Regions from separate parts of the Mus musculus genome. Here regions 1 and 2 are each linked to region 3. Evidence: chromatin contacts called from public Hi-C and promoter capture Hi-C data. All regions are on one chromosome and are shown on one strand. The core of a region is the stretch at or near the end of the contact, and the rest is flanking DNA. Distances in the headings are between cores, read along the strand shown.

Evidence for each region. Hi-C and Micro-C count contacts between places; a contact is called where the count stands out from the background. Capture Hi-C pulls out chosen DNA fragments and counts their contacts.
Region 1: a Hi-C map of CD4 T cells shows a contact between it and region 3, with 4 times the contacts expected there. The contact joins the enhancer-like site here to the promoter of Lrrc66 in region 3. A contact is called at or near these places in 2 of 39 promoter capture datasets (hippocampal neurons and pre-B cells), 1 of 484 Hi-C or Micro-C datasets (CD4 T cells) and 3 of 115 datasets of contacts at active chromatin or transcription factors (T-cell acute lymphoblastic leukemia, embryonic midbrain and fibro-adipogenic progenitors).
Region 2: a promoter capture Hi-C map of adipose tissue shows a contact between it and region 3. The contact joins the promoter of Slc10a4 here to the promoter of Lrrc66 in region 3. A contact is called at or near these places in 1 of 484 Hi-C or Micro-C datasets (embryonic stem cells), 1 of 115 datasets of contacts at active chromatin or transcription factors (pancreatic cancer cells) and 1 of 9 other capture datasets (adipose tissue).

Annotation. Positions count from the first base shown.
Region 1 is chr5:74,274,130-74,278,023 of GRCm38.p6, reverse strand. The region is part of intron 5 of Scfd2 (Sec1 family domain containing 2); the gene reads left to right. Among named protein-coding and RNA genes, the nearest start is that of Gm32064, 40 kb to the left of the region's middle. Within about 2 kb of position 1,458, at least 55 of the 459 cell types and tissues checked have an H3K27ac peak or open chromatin away from gene starts, as enhancers often do. A contact at or near this core is called in T-cell acute lymphoblastic leukemia and hippocampal neurons, where this site is marked.
Region 2 is chr5:73,004,711-73,008,575 of GRCm38.p6, reverse strand. It overlaps Slc10a4 (solute carrier family 10 (sodium/bile acid cotransporter family), member 4), which reads right to left and starts at 1,672. Exons shown (of 3, transcript NM_173403.2): 1 at 920-1,672; 2 at 6-216. The coding sequence starts at 1,509.
Region 3 is chr5:73,630,629-73,634,625 of GRCm38.p6, reverse strand. Lrrc66 (leucine rich repeat containing 66) reads left to right here and starts at 2,205. Exons shown (of 5, transcript NM_153568.1): 1 at 2,205-2,235. It overlaps Sgcb (sarcoglycan, beta (dystrophin-associated glycoprotein)), which reads left to right. Exons shown (of 6, transcript NM_011890.5): 6 at 1-1,877.

The DNA of each region.
Region 1 (3,894 bases), core at 209-2,708, 640 kb before region 3:
GACACAGCTCTTCCATAAAGAGCCTTAAGAAACCTGTCAGGCCTCACTCACTGCATTCTTGACTCCAGCCAGCAGAGGGCTCTGCTCACCATAGTCTCTCCCTGGACTCAAGCACTCAGGCAGGGCAGGGCATCTGAAATTGCTGCAGCTCCATTGCTGCAGCTCCAGAGAAGAGCCACAAATTACAGACCGGCTGTTAACACTCTTCCTGGAAGGAGTGCCCGTGACCTCGGCTTGCTTTCCACCAGGCAGAAGTAGTCAGACCACAGCCAAGTTCATGGTTTGTTATACATACACACAGCATCCTGTGTGCCTGAAAGACAAAACGGAATATTTGAAAATGGCCTTTATAAATCCAAAAGTGTCATGTTCTATCATGAACTGTAATTCGCAAGCCATTTTCCTGCTCTTGGGTAGAAGCAGCAAGCTATGAGATTTAGAACTTACATTTGGATGGTTTTATGACATCACTCCAAGTAACAGTTGGTTGTCTGGACCTGAGATACCTAGTGTACGCAGTCCCCCCACCTCTCTCTTGCATAGATATGCACGCACACACCCACACACAGTCTGCTGCCAGTCCCTATAGCAGCTGCTCCATCCTCACACTGCCTGGTTCTGTCTTACAGTGAAGCGACTGTAAATCAGACATCCTGTCACATCACTGCAGGGTCCTGACCACCTCTGTGGGAGCTTCCTGTTTCCCAGTGAAGAATGTATAAGAAGAGCATCTGTCTTCTAAGGCAGCCAGTCACAGCTGCACACATGCTAAACACATCCATGCACTCACAGCCGATCACCTGTTCGCCCTGCGGCGATGGAAGATCAGACGCTAAAGCTCCGCTGCGGGATGCAACCAAAAATACCTGTGTCCTCGGCTTTGCATGTTTTTCCGTTGAGCTTGTCATCTTAGGCACCAGCCTCCTCCCTACCCAGCCATCAACTCTTCGTCTGTCACAGAGAATGTCTTTTGCACCCAACACCTAAAATGCCAACCGTCCCCTCTGCACAGCCAAACATCAGCATTCACACCCTTATGACATTTGTGCTGCTCTTAGTGCAGTGGTGGTGTTTCCCAACTATAAAATGTCTTCCGTTACTCCAAGTCAAAGGAATATGGTGGTGTAGACATTGAATTATCGTGTACTTTCAACAAAGTAAAATGTTAGTTGTCTTGGATCATTGTGTTTAGCTAAAACATAATGACTGAAAAGACTAGCCGAAGTTAAGTTGAAACTACAAAGTAGATCCCTACTGGGGTATGATGAAAAGAAGGGAAGGGCTAGGCTCATGCCAACCAGCCAAGAAGCGATGAGGAACAGGAGCCTCCAAGCTCAGACATGGCTCAGAGATGCTGGGTACCACGAGGCTCAAACAGTGCAGTGGAGAGAGAGGCCAAGAGGAAACAGCCTCAGCTGTAGTTCAGCGAAGAAATGTGTTTACTTGTGGGTGTATGGGGAGTAACAGCTACCCCGCAGAAGGAGAGCTAGCACAGGCAGGAACTGAGCGGTACCACAGCATGTCTGGGACTTCAGAGGTTCTAATTCCGGGACTGCCTGTGGTAACTGTAGTCCCTTTGAAAGTCACCGCACGCACCTTCCAAGACTGTGAGGCTCTGTAAATCGGAGTCGCATAAGCTATTCTGTGCCTCGTAAGGAAGTCACGAAAGTGAAGTAAGATGTATAAAACTGCCCAGGACAGGGACTGCCAGTAGTTAGGCTTTGTAAAATGTGTCCTAAAGAGTCGTAGATTTCAGGTGCTGAGGATTTGGGGATGAGGTCCCAGGACTACAAACTGACTGGGCCAGGGCTCACTGCAATGGAGAGCTGATGAGAATCAAGCATGAAGCACAGTTGGCCTGGGAAGTGACATCGGTTCCTTTGTAACAAGGTTGAGGATGCTGACTATAGACAACACAGGGAGCCTTGAACACATTGTGCTGGTCACAAAAGGACAAAACACTGTATGGTTGTACACATGCCAGGTACCCAGAGTACTCAGGCTCATAGAGATACAGCACAGATTGACAGGGGCTTGGGGTGGGAGGGTGGGAAGTTCTTGTTTTATGAATAGAGAGTTTCGGTTTTTGCAAACTTTGTCTCTTCAGACAGTGCTAATGGCTACATAATAGTGGGATGTACTTACTGCAATGAATCAACTGCACACTGTGGCCGCTCCCCTAGCCCCGAACTGGGGTTTAATACAGGACATCTACATGCTAGAGAAGCCCTCAACCCTTAAGCTAAGGCATTTTAAGAGAGCTAATTTCAGTGTTTAAAAGGCATTCTGTATGAGGTGTATGGTCCCAGTGTGCTGTGCCGTGTGGATGTCAGATGTGAACAGTAAGGAAAAGGGCATACAGAAAGATATGAGAAACCCTGTGATAGCTTCAGACTTTAAATCTTTACCAATTCCTGGCAAACAAAAATTATTATTCTTTTTTTTTTTTTTTTTGAGACAGGGTTTCTCTGTGTAGCCTTGGCTGTCCTGGAACTCACTCTGTAGACCAGGCTGGCCTCGAACTCAGAAATTTGCCTGTCTCTGCCTCCCAAGTGCTGGGATTAAAAAAAATTATATTTATAGTGAACAACATTGTGCTGTTCTGTTTGAAATGTGGGTACTTACGAAGTGATTACATTAGACTGGCATAGCCATTCACTTCTCATAGGCAGATTTAATTTGGAATCTGTGCTAGCAGCAATTTTCAAGTGTGCAGCACATTATTATTCACTATAGACCCTGTCTTGTACAGTGATCTCTTAAACTCTTCCTCCCACCCATGTGTCTATCTATGCTATGTTTTGACCAACTTTTAGAATCCTCCCATTTACAATATTCCTTAGTAAATCTAAAACTGTTCCTTAAAGGCTATTTTTTTAAGATTTATTTATCTTTATGCACATTTGGTGTTTTGCCTGTGTGCATGTCTGTGTGAGGGTGTCAGACCCTCTGGAACAGGAGTTACAGACAAGTGTGAGCTGCCACGTGGGTGCTGGGAATTGAACCTGGGCCTTCCAGAAGAGCAGCCAGTGCTCTCACACATCAACCCATCTCTCCAGCCCCTAAAGGTTATATTTTAAAGATTCAGGAAATGAAAAGAGCTGGGTAGAGTAAGAAATGGCTGGCATTGCTGAAAAGACCTTAGTTAACATGAAAACGGGTTACACATGTGGAAGGAAGAGAGGGGCTTCAAAACTGGGATGACTGGTCACAGTGATGGGCTCATGGTGCCTACCAACCTGGCTGGAAAAGGGCCAGGTCACCCAGCGAGAGTGTGTCCCACTCTTCTCACTCTGCCCATGTAGCAGGAAGCCACAGAGCAGACACACTGAGCGGTCCTGTGCCTCCTGTGCCATGGGAGAGCTACTCCACCCACATGCTTGCACACTATTAGAGCAGAGCAGGACACTGACAGGGAGAGATGGACATAATGCATAGCACAGAGCATGAGGTGCAGGCTATAGGTGGTCTGCTGCAGACCCACTGTGCAGGCTGCAGGCTAGGTGGTCTGCTGTAGACCCAGTATGCAGGCTATAGGCAAGGTGGTCTGCTGCAGACCCAATGTGCAGGCTATAGGCAAGGTGGTCTGCTGCAGACCCAATGTGCAGGCTGCAGGCCAGGTGGTCTGGTGCAGACCCAATGTGCAGGCTGTAGATTAGGTGGTCTGCTGCAGACCCACTGTGCAGGCTGCAGGCCAGGAGGTCCACTGCAGACCCAGTGTGCAGGCTGCAGGCTAGGTGGTCTGGTGCAGATGCAAAATTTCAGGATTCAACTTGCCAAGTATTGATAGAGCAAGCCAACCAGCTGTCAGTTTTATAGGATTGTGTATCTTAAATCTCATCTTGTTATTGTCCCTAAAAATCCTTAGAAAGTCTTGGTGAAACAGATTCAAAT
Region 2 (3,865 bases), core at 423-2,922, 630 kb after region 3:
CCTACCTTCACGATGTAGTCAGCCACGCGGTTGTATTTGTAGCGAATGAAGACGCCTAGCCCAATAGGAATGAGAGTGCTGCAGAGAGTCAGGGTGACTGCCCCTAGGGGGAGCAATTGCACCAGAGGGGTATTGATCCAGGCACGGCTGTAGATCCAGAGGCAGAGGGGCATCAACACCAGGGCCAGGAGTGTGGAGGAAATGGTCATGATGATGCTGCAAAAAGGTATGAGCAGAAGTCAGAAAGGGATTTGAGCCAGAGTCAGCCATGTCTTTCCTTACCTGTTACAAAGCCCCGGGAAGGGAGGTGGTAACACTGCAAGCCTCCGGGTTGAAGTCTGCAGAGAATCTATTTTATCATGTCGCAATAGAAACAGGAATTCAGGCAAGACAATGACCTAGGATGCAGGACCCAGGACAGCTGCCCTGGGCGTCGTGAAGCCTGGAAACTGGGTACCTGAGAGGATGCGAAGGAAAGAAACCTTTTTTCTTTTAACCCTACCAAATAGCCTGCAGCACGGAAGCTGGCGAAGCGACTTGTTGGATGAAACTCGATTACATTGCACTCTCAAGATTACTTTCCTTATGGGACTACAGTCCTGATTTGCTTTTTTTGCATTTCCTTCGAGTCCTAGCTTCTGACTTCTCCCTTCTCTTTGCCCTCCTGGAGACATGAGTTAAGACCTTGTCTCTCCGGGAGGGGCTGTGTGTGAAATCCCAGGGCCTTTAAGCAGCTAGGTTCTAGTCTAGATCTTCCCCCACTGACACACAATCTTTAAATGTCCGCCAGGATTTCAAAGCCAAGCCTCCATATACCCATCCCCACCCCATCCATCCCTCCTCAGGGCTTCACCCAAAGGACTCCAACACACCCCTCTTGCTGTGAATTTTATGGGTTGGGGTGAGAAAGAGGCCATACCTGAGGTTCATGTCGCCGTCTACCAGCAGGGACATGAGATTGGAGAGATTTCCACCAGGACAGCAGCCACATAGGAGTACAGCCACCGCGGCCACCTCATCCAGCTTGAAGATGAGGGCCAGCAAGAAGGCTAGCAGCGGCAAGAAGCCGAACTGGCAGAGCGCAGCCAGCAGAGCGCCCACGGGCCGCCGGACGTGCGCCCCGAAGTGGTTCACGTCCACGGTACAGCCTAGACCCAGCATGGTGATGCACAAGGCGGCGCCCACAAACACATTCAGCCCGTGGTTGAGCGGCGTGTCCCAGAATGGGGGCTCGTGGGGGATCCAGGGCCGGGGGAAAGCGGAGGAGCCCTGGCCAGCCACGCCGACCGTGAGGCTGCTGCTCGTGGGCTCTGGAGTCGGGGTTGCCTCGGGGCTAAAGCCGATGCTTGGACTTGGAGCGAGGCTGAGCCCCGGACCGGGACTAGAGGTGACAGCGAGAGGCGAAAGGGTGCTGGCGCTCGGGCTGCCGGCGTTGGGAGACAGGGTGAGGTTGTCAGGCAGCAGCGAGGACGGGGCAAGGAGCAGGGTGGTGTTGTCCAGGCTGTCCATGGCTCTGTCGCCGAGGCACGGTCTGCAGGGGCTGTCCCTGGCCACACCTCCTCCCTCGGTCCTGTGGTCCCTTTTACCTGTCTGTCTGGTCAAGCGTCCCCGCGGCGTCGGTGCGGCGGGCCGGTCGTCGCTGTGGTGTGCATGCTGCCCCACAGCTGGCACTGAGCGCCGCGCGGCCCTGTCGCCGCCCGCCCGCACCGCAGGCCCCGCCCTGCTGCTCGGTCCCCTCCTTTTAATCACAGCTAAGTGGTTCTGTACCAGTGCAGCCAGGGGTGGAACAAAGACCCGACAAAGCCCAGGAGGGCGGAGAAGACCAACCAGGCCTGGCTACCCATCAAATTCTCTGATGGCCCTGCCTTTTTTTCTTTTGAAAATAATTTTTCTAGTTCAAATGTTAAATTTGAACATAAAGTCCCATGTGAGGTTTGGATAGATGTATAAGCTTGTCAAGTCATATTGAATGTAGCTCCTTAAACATTTATCTGATTTTTTTTAATGATGAAAACATTTCCAATGCTTTCGCCTAGCAGTACAAAATTATCTTTAGTCAGATTGCCCAGCAGCTGCGCACCAGAACTCGGCCTCTTTGGTAATGAAATTTAGAGGGCCAGACTCATCGAATGGAGAAAAAGAAGTTTATCTATGTATATGTAAGTCATATATATAAATAGCTTAAATAACCCGCAGCCCTACCCATAGAGGCACCAGGCTTCATGTGAGCCAGTCTAAAAGCAGCACATGTCTGTGGCTTAAATTCGTAAATGAAAGTGTTAAGCCTTTATGTCCAGTCTAAGACTTAAAAAACAATAATACTGATCATGGTTTTTTGAGCCTAGTGCTATTTCAGAGCCAGGGCAAACCCATGGGCTCTATACTCTGTCTACAAATTCTATTTCATTTGTATCGATACATTGCAATTGTACATATCTATTGTGGGTGGCATAGCATTTTAATCACAAACACAATGCTAACGATCAGATGAGAGCCTTTGGCACACATTTGCATTGTCTCTGCTTAGGAAACTTGAATCCTCCCAGGCCCTGTATTGAAAATATTCAATCACTTGTTGCCAGTTCCCCTTCTGGGTCATACCTGACTCTTACAGTTGGAGGCAGGACACCCCCACTTCCCCATACGAAGCTGCTAAGTACCTGGCTCGATCTCCACCTTGTTGTGAAGCTGGGCTGAGAAAAGTCTTGATGAAAACAATGAATGTTAAGGGTGTTGTGGTCAGCTTTCACTGCAAACGTCCATTCTAACTAACTAGGTAGTATAGACTTTGGGTCTGGTTTGTTTTAGTGTGTGAAGTTTTATTTGTTTGCAAGGATTTATATATATACATACACACATATAAAACAAGGTTTATAATGTTGTTAGAAATTTAAAGGAGTCAATGGCAGGTGGGGAGAAGACATTTCCATGGTCACAGATTTATGAAGTGTCATGAGTAGAGTCTCAGCACTGGGATCAGAGGACTGGACAGAAACGAAGTGTGGAGAGGCTTGCCCGCAGACAGGCTAATCCCCACACAAATCACATCAGAGTTTACAGGAACAGAGGCTCAGCAGTGTGAAGCCCATCACTCCATACATGTCAGAGGAAAGGCACTTCTCTCCACAGAGTGTATCTCCTAAGGAGGTGGGAATGTCCCTGGAGCAATTACAGCAGTGACAGCCAGTTGACAGCCAACATGGGAATGTCTAGCCTACAGTCAGGGCCCAGGGTGTTCTAGCTGAGCAAAACCAAGACGGAGTGAATTCTTCCCCACAGGAAATGATTCCTATCCCTTTCCCAGAGAGACAGGTGACACTGTGAGCCCCTGTCTTTGCTTTTCTTCCTCCCCGGGTCTCATGGAAACGGCAGAGGCTATGAAAAACTACAATCCTACCGTACTGAAGCACACACAATCTTCTACTCCTCCCCTGTAGGATTAACTCAAGGAGGTTAGAACTTCAGCAAACATTTGGGAACACAATATGTCCTAATGTCCTAAACTCAAAAAAAGGTGCATTCACATGTGTAAAGCTCTGAAGAACGTGGGCTGTAATGAAACATAGTCTATGTTTTCAAGACCTGTGAGGTTAAAAGACAGATGTGTAATGAGATATGCTCTTCATGAGTTGAGTACATCCTGACAGTGCCATTTTATCACAAGATCAGGGCGGCCTTACCTTCTGAGCCCAGCTATAGTTGAAGTTTTGAATTTCCCCCCAAAGCCTCAATGCTAAAGGTTCAGTCCCAATCTGGAACTATTTTGAAGTCCAGGCACCGCTAAGGGGTGGGGCCTATTGGAAGCTCTTTACTTCACTGAGAGAATGCTTGCAAAGAGAACTGTGAGATCTCGGCCCCGGTTTTG
Region 3 (3,997 bases), core at 956-3,455:
CTACACTGAATTTTCAACTATTTAAAACTCTCAAAGAATGGGAAAAACCTAATCCTAATTCACCTAACAGGTAAAAAAACAAGCATGTGTGCTACTCTAGTTAAAATGCCAATGCTAGAAAAACATGACCAATCACTGTCAGACTTTAAACTCTCTTGAGCCAGTTCTAAGATGTCATTCAATAGACAGACCAGCTTGGTCTGCTTGTCATGTGGGAGTACCTGAATGAGTTATAGAGAAGCTGGCATACTTTTCCCTAAACCCTGGGGAAGCTCAGTGGAAAGGGGGGAAGCTAGGCCTCAGTAGGTCCTGCTGTCCAGAGGTTGTTCCTCCTGTGTCCCATACCAGCATCACCCTTTAGAAGAATTCTGTGTGTGCCTAGAAATTAATATACACGAGAATAAAGGGTGCTAACTGGAAAGATGACGCAGGTCATTTTAGCTAGGTATAAAACCTTGATCTCTGCTCCTCACCTCAGTCTCATTTTAATTAATTACAGCCCTCAAGCCAGTTGATTCTTAGTACAGTTTATACTTGATTTAAAAGGAATTTCTTGGTATTACTAAGAAACATGGGATTGGGGATGAAGAATAATGCATAGCTCCAAAGCAGACAGTAGGGAGGCACCATGGGCCTAGCTACAGAGAAGGATGTTGGTACTCTGTCATGGTCACTTAGAACTGTGTGGGTAAAAAATGAGCACATAAAACAATTCGTGTTCACTGTTGTCACAATTCTGTCAAATGAAAAAATGAAATACCTTATAGACTGTGAACTCAGGCTAAGGTGAGAGTTGACTGGAGACCAGACACTAAGTGCAGATTTTAGATGTAAAGAAAGAGAGCAATTTATACCTCTGGATATATTCAAGTATTGTTTAATAACTAAATAATGCTCAGAAAAATCACGCTTGGAATTCTCATGTCCATGCTCAGTGTATTTTTAAATTGTACATTTGTTTCATGTTCTATTTAAATTTGTTTTGAGAATTTCTTTAAATAAATATTTTTACTAAATCCACAGAACCCTATATTACAAAGTATTATTTACTGAATACAATTCATGAGAAAAAAGTGTATTTTTACGTCTGTGGGAAACACTTGTGTTTTGATACATCTCCATTGAGCACTTTGAAGTTTGAGCATATCCTGCTGCTCTGTAAAGCGCGTGGTTACTAGGTATGCTATTTTAGACTGCATTTTGGGTAGACCCTCTGACACACTGACCTGAAAGCAGAGAAGCGGAGCTTGGTGCACAGTGAAGCGGCACTGTTAAATCTGGCCACCAGGGGGCGTATGCCTTCTCATGTGTTCATTTCTTCGGTTTTGAACATAGCACACTGAGAGGACTTACTGCAGCGCTGGGGAAGGTAGGTGCAGGAAGGACCCAGGGAGGAAAGCAAACACACATTTAACAGACAGTATTCGAGAGGTGAATATCAATGCAAAGAGATAGAAATAAAAAGAAGACCCCTTCCAGACTGTCCAGTGAGAGGTTGGGGGGTGGGGGATACACAACACAAAGCAGGAGCTACCTGCCGACTCGGCAACCTTTTAAAATATTCTTCGGTGGCAATCTTCTTGCACTGTGACAGAAGCAAAATAAACTTTGTGTGATAGTTTTGGTGATGAAAGGTAGAATTTCTACCTGTTTTTGATGAGTGGTTTGTGTTTTCTTGTTTGTTTGTTTTTTGCTTTTTTAAAGGAGTTAAAAACTTGTTTTTAACTTGATGAAGAGGAGACCACTAAAGTGCTGCTCATGGTAATCTTTTGAACGACATCAAGAGGGGCAAAGTTTACAAGTTATGCCACACAAAAATATACCTATGTATTTCAGATTGATGACCTCTGTTTACAATAAAGCTCTGTGAACTTGGCGGTCAGTTTCTTCGTGACTTTATTAATGAGCATCTACATTAGCACAAACACACAGATTCTAAATATGGCTGGAGACTGGAGCATCAAGACCTGCTTATGCGACCTCTCTGCAGGCAGAGGTAGAGAGCCGCCCAATCTCAGTTTAGATTCTCACCTTCTGGGCCTTAGAAGAAGGCTTCTCTCCGAGTGGCCGAGGAAAGGGTGTGGACTCAGTAAGGGAGGAGCCCAGAGATGAAAGGGTTGGGCTGGCTGCAGAGCTGGGTAAGGTGGGCGGAGTCTCAAGGGCACAGATTTAAAATCCTCCCCTGGCTGGATCAGCTGGAGACAGACCAGTTAGAAACTACCTAAGGACCCTCAGGTAGGCCCCCGGAGCAGCGTCCTGCCCTTCCTGGGCCTCATTTCCGGAAGGGCTTCTATCCACTGTTTCCCCTTTCTTTTTCCAATTTCTTAGAGAAGAATTCATCTTTTCTCTACTTCCGTTTTTCCTGTTACCTTCTCGGTCTCACTCCGACTACACGTTCTCCAGTTATTTCTACTTCCTCACACTTCAACCCAAACGAGTCTCAAAAGTCAATTTCTACTTAATTACCTGTACTTTCCTCTGGAGTTCTCCCGTTTGTGGGGTTTGGTGGTGGTGGTGGTGGTGGTGGGTGGTTTGGGCTTTTGGGTTTTTGTTTTGTTTGTTTGTTTTCTGGGTTTTGTTTTGTTTTGTTTGTTTTTTGTTTTTGGTTTTTGGTTTTTTGGTTTTTACCTCACATAGACATTTGTATGTAATATAATGCTTCTTTTCATCTCAGACATAAAATTATACTAATCTGCCTGTTTTTAGTGCAAATCTATTCACGTATCAATCTCTTCACCTCGAAAAAGGCCAGACTATAAAAACCTTTCATTTATATTCCATTTTAAAAATGTATGTTTGAACCCCATTTTTTTCTTCAGAGTTGAAAGAATGTGCATAAGTATGATCGCTGTAATTTTTTTGCTACTATTACATTAGCTTGACGTCCAGTTGTATGCACAATGATTGCAGCGTTGGCATCAAAATAAATCTCTCTCTGACCAAGAAAATGAATTCAGCTTTTGGTATTGCGTAAGGGGCATACTATAATTTACTCCTTGCCGTAGGTAGGGCACCTTTGCAGTTTATGTACCTAAATTTAGATGCCCTCTGAGAGATGGGAGAGTTGACCTTGCATGAAACAAAAGTTTAGAAGTTGCAGTGAGAATGTCCTTCATTCTGTGCATTCATTCATGCAGAAAGCATAGCCAGTGACAGGCTCCAGAGCCTTAACTCTAGGAGGCACACGGGGGGGGGGGTGGGGGGGGGGCTACTTGCTCTCCTTTCCCTTTTGTGCTAACAATGTGTGATGGCATTGACATTCTGTCAAGCTGAGTGGAATTGAATGCATTCACTCAGTAGTTACTGAAAATATCGGGAAAGCAAAGGCGAAGAAAGCATTGGCTACTGTGAGAAAGGCAGGCTCAGACCCTACAAATTGAGATGAGACTTGACGGATGTGCACTCTTCAGACCGTAGAGGGGAGTGGCATTGACCGTGGGTTAGAGGCAGACGCAAAACTCATTTTACTGTGAGGTAGACACATGCATCCCTAGCCCAGGCCACGGCTTGCCGTTGCCCTGCAAGGGCCTCATCAAGGTAGCTGTGGTATAGAAAGTTCTGAATGCCTACCTTGGGAATTTGGACTATAGGCAATTAAAGAAACACTTAAAATTTTCGAAGGAGAAAAAAATGCATATGGAAAATAATATTGGGGGTAGAATGATCCCTGGAATTACCTATGATGCAGAGGAGAGTGGGCAGGAGGGCAGGAAGCTCAGCAGAGCTATTCTAGTATTTCAGACGTGACAGTGAGACCAGGCAGGAATGGGTGATTTGTGGCTGAGAAAAATTGTTTGTATTCTGGTTTTGTCTTTGCAGGGTTTAGCGCAGAGCAAATCTCACAAATCCATTTCCCCCACCTCTTGCAGGTGCTTTCTTGCATGCATACTGCCTTTGTAGCGTGGGCACACTGCTTTCAAAACCTACAGTTGCTTCCCAAGAGTGGGGTGGGGGTGGGGGAGTAAAGACTCACCATTTATTTCTATATTGTATGACA